Linked DNA regions of Mus musculus: region 1 is linked to region 2. The links are chromatin contacts, called in public HiChIP or PLAC-seq maps. All regions are on one chromosome and are shown on one strand. Each heading gives the region's core, a stretch centred on a gene start, on an enhancer-like site or on the middle of the called end of the contact. The rest is flanking DNA. Distances are from core to core; before and after follow the strand shown. Region 1 overlaps Kif3c (kinesin family member 3C). Region 2 has its middle 25 kb from the start of Rab10os.

Evidence for each region. HiChIP or PLAC-seq counts read pairs in DNA pulled down with a chosen protein or histone mark.
Region 1: a contact with region 2 is called in an H3K27ac HiChIP or PLAC-seq map of extraembryonic endoderm stem cells, with 4 times the contacts expected there. The contact joins two enhancer-like sites. A contact is called at or near these places in 1 of 484 Hi-C or Micro-C datasets (the G1E-ER4 cell line), 4 of 115 datasets of contacts at active chromatin or transcription factors (embryonic stem cells, extraembryonic endoderm stem cells and stem cell-derived neural progenitor cells) and 3 of 9 other capture datasets (adipose tissue, liver and pancreatic islet).

Annotation. Positions count from the first base shown.
Region 1 is chr12:3,390,924-3,395,292 of GRCm38.p6, reverse strand. The region is part of intron 5 of Kif3c (kinesin family member 3C); the gene reads right to left. Among named protein-coding and RNA genes, the nearest start is that of I920046F24Rik, 28 kb to the right of the region's middle. Within about 2 kb of position 1,887, at least 28 of the 459 cell types and tissues checked have an H3K27ac peak or open chromatin away from gene starts, as enhancers often do. A contact at or near this core is called in extraembryonic endoderm stem cells, where this site is marked.
Region 2 is chr12:3,208,585-3,213,358 of GRCm38.p6, reverse strand. No RefSeq gene overlaps it. Among named protein-coding and RNA genes, the nearest start is that of Rab10os, 25 kb to the left of the region's middle. Within about 2 kb of position 2,973, at least 3 of the 459 cell types and tissues checked have an H3K27ac peak or open chromatin away from gene starts, as enhancers often do. A contact at or near this core is called in extraembryonic endoderm stem cells, where this site is marked.

The DNA of each region.
Region 1 (4,369 bases), core at 638-3,137, 180 kb before region 2:
AAGCTTTACTTAAAGTTTGTTTGTTTTTGCTTTTTGAGACAGAGTCTCTCTGTGTAGCCCTGGCTGTCTTGGAACTCTGTAGACCGGGATAACCTTGAACTCAGAGATCCACCTGCCTCTGTCTTCTGAATGCTAGGATTGAAGGCTTTCACAACCACCACCTGGCAGCTGTAAATTTCTTAATTTATTCATTTGGGGGTAAGGACACAAATGCCATGGTCCCAATGTGGAGATGAGAGGATAGTTTGGAGGAGGAGGTCTCTCCTCCTACAGTGTGGTCCTAAGGATCAAATGCAGCCTCAGGATTGCTAGCAAGTCCCTTCATAAGCTGAGCCATGTCACCACCATCACCTATCACATAGAGACTTTTTTGAGACAGGGTCTTAATGTAGCCTAGGCTGCCTGGAACTTAAGTGCAGCCTAGGCTAACCTCAAACATGAGGCCATCCTCCTATCTCAGCCTCCAGAGTACTCAGATTACAGCAGCGAGCTACCACATATGATTTAAGGAATGTTTTTACCAAGATTTTAAAAATAAAGTTGCCTCTGTAACAAACCCAGTTTGGCCTTCTTCCCTCCTGTAGGAGGAGGGAATGCTCTCCTAACCCGGAGCCAGGTGTGGGAGCTCATGTTTCTGTCCAGGTTCTTGGGTGGCGAAGGCAGGGGGATGAGGAGGTCTAAGTCATCCATGGCTACAAAGTGAGCTTAAGGCCAACCTAGTGCACAGGAGACCCTGTCTCAAAACTATGAAAGCAAAGTGGGGAGGGTGGGACCATAGTTCAGATGGTAGAGAGTGTACCTAGCATGCATGAAGTCCTGGGTTTGATCCTAAGCACTGTACCAAACAGGCATGCTGCCACGGGCCTATGCTCTCCGCATTTGGGAGGTAGAAGCAGAAGACTCAGAAGATGAGGGGCATCTGAGGCCAACTTGTGACTCAGGAGATTGGTGTCTTCATCAATATGATGGCATGGAGAATGTTTGTAGACTGGCTCCTCTATGGCTGGGTCAAGTCTGGGCACGGGGTCTCACACCCTCATATATATCCCAGAACTGGGGAGGCAGAAAGTCAGGAGTTCAAAGCCAGCCTTAGCTACATGCTACATTCAGGGCCATCCAGGGCTATAGAGTGAGAGGCTAACTTAAATAAATAAATAAATAAGTAAATAAATGCCAGAAGTTTCTCAGAGTTGAACAGGGTAGCATGTGCCTGTAGTACCAGCTGTTTGAGGAGCTAAGGGAGGAGAGTCCTTTCAGACCAGGAGTTGGGGACCAGCCTGAGCAATGGACTAAGACTGGTCTTTATGCTTCCTTTTTTTTCTTTCTCTTTTTGTTTTTTGTTTTTGTTTTGTTTTGTTTTTTTGTTTGTTTTGTTTTTCGAGACAGGGTTTCTCTGTGTAGCCCTGGCTGTCCTGGAACTAACTTTGTAGACCAGGCTGGCCTCAAACCTAGAAATCTGCCTGCCTCTGCCTCCCGAGTGCTGGGATCAAAGGCGTGCGCCGCTACGCCTGGCTAAGACTGGTTTTTAAAACAAAGTCAAGCCCAACCATTTTCTCGTGTGACAAAGTAGACACCAAAGTAGACACTCAGTGCCTATCACTGAGTTTAACCTCTATCCCTAGAAGCAAAACAAGGGAGAAATTAAACAGGCACACTCACAAACCAGCATAATCCACCAACTCTAACCAAAATATGAAGGTAAAAGAGACAGAAAGAAGAAAAGACTTCCCAAATAAGCTGACATAGCCATGTTCAAACATTGTCCCATGGTAACAATGACCCCTTGCTTTGGAGAGCGGCCTGGGCGGGGTGATCCTTGTGGCTGTCATCAAGGGAGGGTGGCTGCTTCTAACAAAAGCTGTTTCCTAAGGGACAGCCCAGCCTTAGGTAATTTGTTTCAAACAATGTCTCTCCACTCAGTGCAGTCTTCAGTGTTCTCATCCCAGAGTATCCCAGGCCTCAGCAAAGCAAAACAGCCCACAACTTGAACAATGCTTTAGTGGTGAGAGACAGAGCTTTTGTGTTTTCAGCCCTGCGTGAGTCATGTTTTGTGAGTTGTGGGAGATGTCTGGGAAGGAAAGGAGGGAGGGTCCTTCCACCGCCTCAGATTCCAGAGCACCCTCTTCTCACAGAAACCCATGTTCAAGGCCTTCCCCTCCCCCAAGCTCCAGTTGTGAAAGTAGAGATCAAGGGGACAGATGTAGTCTGGGAGATGGGGGGTGGCCACCACTCCCCTCCGCCACCAGCCCACCCCCTGGCTTCTCTGTGAACTCTCAGTCTCAGCTAGGGTTTGCAGGAGGAACTATTTTCTTTATTCCAACACTAACAACTTTCAGATATTAAAAAGAAACAAGGAGTGGGGTCTGGGAAGGCAGCTTGGTAGTTAAGAACACCGGCCACTGCTCCTCCCGAGGAGTCCTAGCACCAACACAGTGGCTCACGAGGGATCCTGTGCCACCTTCTGGCCTTTGTAGCCACCAAGAAAGCACGTGATGCACAGACATACAGGCAGGCAGAGCCCGCATGCACATAAAACATAAAGTTAAACTAAAGAGAAAAAATAATTTTTTAATTTTAAAGAATTGCCTCAAATAGATGAGGTTGCACATTCCTGCAATCCCAGCCCTGGGAAGCCTAAGACAGAGGAGCAAGGCTAGCCTGGGCTACATAGTGAGACCCTGACTCAACTAAGTATGCTGGCTCATGCCTGTAATCCCAGATTTGGGAGGTGGAAGCAGGAGGATCAGGAGTTCAAGGACAGCCTCAAGTACATAAAAAGGGCAAAAGGGGCAGGTACAACCTGCCTTCATGAGTGCTTACCTCAAACTCACATACAAACATACACAGACACACACAAAGCATGTACACACTCATCCACACACACACACACAAAGTATGCACACACTCATACACACACTCATACACACACACACACACTCATCCACACACACAAAGTATGCACACACTCATCCACACACACACACACTCATCCACACACAGAGCATGAACACACTCATACACACACACACACACACACACACACACAAATCACACACACTCTCATCCACACACAGAGCATGCACACACTCATACACACACTCACACACACACACACACACACACACACACACACACACACACACACAAATCATGCACTTGTGCTTTGGCCTGGCAAGCTGAGTTCAATCCCTGGGACCCACATGGTAGAGAGACTCAACTTCTGTAAGTTGTCCTCTGACATCAAATGAACGCTGGGTCAAGCTCACCTATCTCCCAACACACAGCTAAATGCAATAAAAACTTAAATAAAAATTTAAGAAGGAAAGTGACTAGTTGGCAATTAAAAAAATAAAATAAAGTATGTTTTTAAAATAAAATTAAGTTAGAATGCAAAGAAATGGGTCTCATGGTGGAACTGTCATACGTACATGTCATATGCTGTCCCCATTTGTTTCCTTTCCTCAATTAAACAGGGCACATGTCACACATACAAGTAACCTCAGCATTCCTGAGGCAGGGATCTGGAGGACTGAACTCAGGAGTTCAAAGCCAGCCTGAACTACACAGTGAATTTCAGGCCAGCCTTGGCTACATTGCATGACTCTTGTCTCAAGGAAAAAAACAAAAACAAATATCCCTTCTCAATTGCAGATTAAACAGGCATTTAAATGTAATAATGATCTCAGGGCTAGGGGAAGGGAAACATCTGTAAATTATATAATTAGGGAACTGGAAAAAGTGAATATAACCTATAAATAGAATTAAATTCTCTCAGTATGAAACTTCCTAAAAATAACCATTGTATGTGGTAATGGAAGATAATGTTTTGCTTTGCTTTGCTTGTGAGATAGGATCTCTATATACAGCCCTGGGCTGGCCTGAACTTTGCTAGACCAAGCTGGACTCAAACTCACAGAAATCCTGCCTGTGCTTCCCCAGTGCTGGGATTAAAAATGTACACTAGCAGACCTGTCCCAAACGGTTGTATGCACTTAGACACTACCAACCTCATACTAGCTTCGATCCCAGCTCTGGGGAGGATCCTGCCCTGCCGTGGAAGTAGCGTCCCTAGGTTACAGAGAGTAAAGAATCTCCAGAGAAGTACTATCCTTCCATCATTATATACAGATTTGGTCCCACTGCAAGAGGCACTCCGTCCGCTTTGTATGGTCCGCCTCGTTCTACGCAGCTACCAGCAGAGGGCGCTGCACACCCAGCTAACTGATGCAGCTGCACATCATGTGCAGACTTCAAGCTCTCCAGGGTAGAAACAGTTGGAATTGCTGAACACCCAGCTGAGAAGCTAGAAAGACTGCAGCAGGCCTCTATGGTGCCCAGTCATGACACTTCTCCATCTTTCCCTCTGGAC
Region 2 (4,774 bases), core at 1,724-4,223:
AAACCTATTGCAGTAGAAACTCTCTGGAATGTAAGAGTATTACAATAGTGAGGACTCCTAGTAATAGAGGATACAGAGCCTGAACTGGCCATCTTTGGTAACCTGGGAGGGCTCCCAGTTGTGGGACCAACACCAACCCAACCACAAAACCTCCAACCCACACCTGTTCTACCAGCAAGATGTGCTGAGGCAATGGTGGCTCAGAGATTGTGGGAATGGCCAAACAATCATTGGTCTAATATGAGGGCCAAGCCATGAGAAGGAGCCCATGACTGACACTGTCTGGATGGTCAGGAACCGGAAGCTGAATGGCTCAGAGACCTAGGAAAAGACTATGAGGATTGCTGTCTATATGCAGGTGAGGGCAGGTACAAGATAAGGTGAAAGCCTGTGATTGGGCAGTGGAAAAGGAAGGTGGGCTGAGAATTTTAGAGATGAGTACAGAGAGTAGAGGGAGAGAAGGAGGAAAGGAGAGGAAGAGACAAGATGGAACCTATAGGAGAGGAAGAGGAGCCAGAACCACACAGTTTTGGGAGTTTTAAGTATTGGGGATTTCTTAAATAGACGATTAAATTATAAGTAGGGTGTGCTTGCCCTATCTAGGAGTGTAGCCTGTATTTATATCAATTGAGTTTTGAGTTCATTGTGCAGGCATTTTGTGGGTTGAGAATTTACTAATATAAATCTGACTGAGATGGGCAACCGTGGAAAACCCTGAGGAGATAGAAGTAGAGAGTCATTGCATGGGGTTAGCCATGAAGGCAGCAAGGTTGCCGGGGAGAGTGAGTAGCTGGTGATAGCGCAGGATGGTGCCTTTTAAAAATATTTCCTGCAACAAGACTAAACACGACTGACGAACCCCTCCTCCCCACAAAAAAAGGTTTAATAAAATTATTCCCAAACTCATATGTTAGTGCCTAGCTCAATTGACATCAGAGAGGCTTCCTCCAGCAGTTAATGTGAATGGATGCAGAGACCCACAACCAAAGGCAGAGCTTGGGGAACCCTATGGAATAGGGGAAGAAGGATTGTAGGAGCCTGGGGTGAAGGACACCTGGGAAACATGGACCACAGAATCATTGAAGTAGGCCTCATAGGAGCTCACAGAGACTGAAGCAACAATCACAGCCTGCAGGGTCTGTACTAGGTTCTCTGCATACATGCTGTGGTTGTTTGTGGGATTTGAGGGAAAGGGAAACTAGAGAGAAACTGGGCTGAGCGTAGGGAGGGAATGCTGCAGTTGGGAATGTGTTGTATGAGAGAAGAATAAAAAAATATAAAAATGAATAATTGTTTGATTTTGAACTGGGGGATATTAAAAATAATAAAAAAAGATTATGAACTCTAGACGGGAGGGGGGGTAACAGAGCAGTACGAAGTGGAGAGGGATGGATGGGCTGGTATGATATAGGAACAATGCTCATTATGACATTAACAAACTAAAATGGTAGAAGCAGCAGGAGACAAATTGTAGTTTTCAGAAGAAGTGTGGAGGAGGTGGGCTTTGCTTAGCTTATAGTAACAGTGAATGTTATAAAACTAACCTGACCTTTGAGCTCCTTGAATGAAATTCTGTGGGAAAGGTACTGTCTCCAAGGGTCTCCTGAAAGAGAGACATCTTTCATTTGCCACTGCATGAGTCCATGATCTATGCATATTTGGGCATTCATATGATTAAAATCACATACCACTCCACATGCACACTCCTGTACACATGGGCTTGTATGCATACAGACCCCTTTCTAGTTAGAAGGCATATACTGTAAGAATAAAATGAATGGTATGATAAATTACCAATGCCATGGCACTATAAAACTGTATATTCTATACTTTAATTCTATTGGTAATAGGATAGGTTTACTTCTGCCAGAACCATCCCTAACATGAGATACTCTGTGCACTGCTATGCTAAAATATCCTTGTCATCATATGATGGTACTTTTCACTCCTATCATCTCTTATGGAACCACCATCCTGACCAGAGTGTCACACAGCATGTGATGTTCTGTGGTATGAGGAAGAGAAATACACAAGCACATTCCTAAAAGCACTTGCAAACTTTCTGTAGGAAACTTCCTGGAGTCTGGGATGAATAAGCACAGAAATAGAATAGTATCTCAAAGAAGGATTTGAAGCTAAACCTTGGATCATAAATGGATGAGCTATGGAGCTGGAGAGAAGGCTAGATGACCAGGTGTGAGGGTTCTCAGCTTGCATACCCAGAAGCTCACAGAAAGCTGGACACAGCAGTGAACATCTGTAACCCCAGTGCTCTTGTGGTCAAATGGGAGGTGGAGACAGGAGAATCCCTGGGAGTTAATGAATTACCTATCCTGGAGCACAGCAGTGAAGAACAAAAGAACCCTACCTAGCACGAGGTGAAAGGAAAGAATGAATGAACACTTGCCATTGTCCTTTTACCTCCAGAAGTGGTTTTGGCATGCACAAGCATGTCGAGTGTGTCACATGCACACACACATACCTACATACAGACACATATGAGAACATGAGTGTGCATGTGTGCTCATGAATACAAAAGCATACACACACCAGCTCACACAACACAATGAGCACATATAACACACGAGCACTCAATATGCAACACACATGCAACCCCCCCCTCACCGCCTAAACCTGCAGAGACTTGATGTGCCTGGGTTGTGGGATACCCAGGGTGTGGGCCACACTCTCAGAGGAGAAGAGGAGGGAGAACGGGGAGAAGGACTTTGTGAGGATGGCAGTGAGTGGGATATAAAAACAACAACAGAACCAAGATGCAACCCTGATAGGATACCCATGCTCCAGTAGACAGTTCTAAACCCCTACTCATACAGTAGGATGACTCAAAGGTTTTTTTTTTAAAGGATTATATGAAGTTCAGAGTGCACTGTTAGGCTTGCAGACTGGTGTCTAGCACGGCTGTCCTCTGAGAGGCTCCACCCACCAGCTGACTCAGACAAATGCAGATACCCACAGCCAAACAGTAGATGGAGCTCAGAGACTCTTATGGGAGAATGGGAGGAAGGATTGCAGCTCCTAAGGGGATAGGAACTCCACAGCAAGACCAACAGAGTCAACTAACCTGGACCCTTGGGACTCTCAAGAGACCAAACCACAAAACAAAGAGCATACATGGGCTGGATCTAGGCCTCCCCGCATATATGTAGCAGATGTGCAGCTTGGTCTTCATGTGAGTCCCAAGCAACTGGCCCTGGGGCTATCCCAAAAGCTGTTGCCTGTCTGTGGGATATGTGTTTCTAGTTGGGCTGCCTTGTCTGGCTTCAGTGGGAAGAGAAGCTTCTAGCCTTGCAGAGACTTGGGAGTGCTAGGGTCTGGAGATTCCCAGGGGGAGCCCCACCCCCTCAGAAGAGAATGGAGGGGGAAGGGGGAATGATTGTGGGAAGGGGGTGGGTGGGAGGAAGACAGTAGAATAAAAAAGGTCGGCCTGGAAAATGGAGAGTGTATAAACGGCAGGGCAGGGAATATGGGTGGATTCAATCAAAATGCATTATACACATAAAGTTTTTAAATAAAAAGAACAAATAAGAAAAAGGAAAGCCAAGCCCCAGCCCACCTCCCTGGATAAGGAACAGCTTACTTCTTCCCGCCCTCATATGTACCTGCTGGCTCCTATTAGACAGTACCTTGCCAGAGCTTATCTTGTCACTACCCAGTGCTTGATGTGAGACAGGCCAGACCTTAGGGGCCGTCTTTTCATATCCTTGAATGTTTTAACACAGACTCATATATTTTAAAAAGGAATCCTAGGATAGTCACATCTCCCATGAATAAAAATTATCCATAAGGAACTTACTTCGTTTAGAAGAAACCTTTTCCTCAGGTACTTCTGAAAAGGAAAAGAGGTAGAAGAAATTTGCATGTTTCCCCAGATGCATTCCAACTGTCTTTTACTCTGGCTCAACTCTTCTGTGGGTAAACACAGTGCTTTCTGAATGTATTATGAGGCTTGCCCCACAGGAGGGAGCTCTTGTCTGGTTCTGTGATCACAGATTCTAGAAAAGGAATGTGTATGGTGGTTTGAATGTGAATGGCCCCTGTATACTCAATGTACACCAGCTACCAGCTGGTGGACTGTTTAGAAAGGATTAGGAGGTGTGGTCTATTTGAAGGAGGTGTGTCACTGGGGGTGGGGTGGGTTTTGAGGTTTCAAAATTGGCATTAGGCTCAGTCTTGCTCTTTCTCTACCCCCATCTTGTAGATGAGCTATAAGCTCTCAGTTTCCATGCCTAGGTGAAGCCCTAAACTAATATTTTATTATTTATCCCCAATTACACATCAATACATGTCAGTGTACCTAAAATTTTTTTTTTAGGACATCTCCAAGAATCAGCATAAAACAAAGGGTCTCCATTGCAGGAGATTTCATCTCATCCGACCATGTCTACAGCCATTTGAAAGTTACAAGTTGAGGGAGGTACTGTGCTGCTGATGGATACGGGAATTTGGAATTGACACAATGGGACCAGGGATGCTGCTAAAGATGAGAGAACAAATTCACAGAATGCTCCCGTTAGTGATATTGGTGGCAACATACACCTTAGTTTCTGAGGCAGAATCTCCCTCATTGGTCAGGAGCTCAGCAGAAAGTAGGCTAGGCTGCAGACCTAAAGAATGGCAAAGTGTGGACACTTTGCCCCTTCTTAGAATTGGGAACAAAACACCCATGGAAGGAGTTACAGAGACAAAGTTTGGAGTTGAGACAAAAGGATGGACCATCTAGAGATTGCCATACCCAGGGATCCATCCCATAATC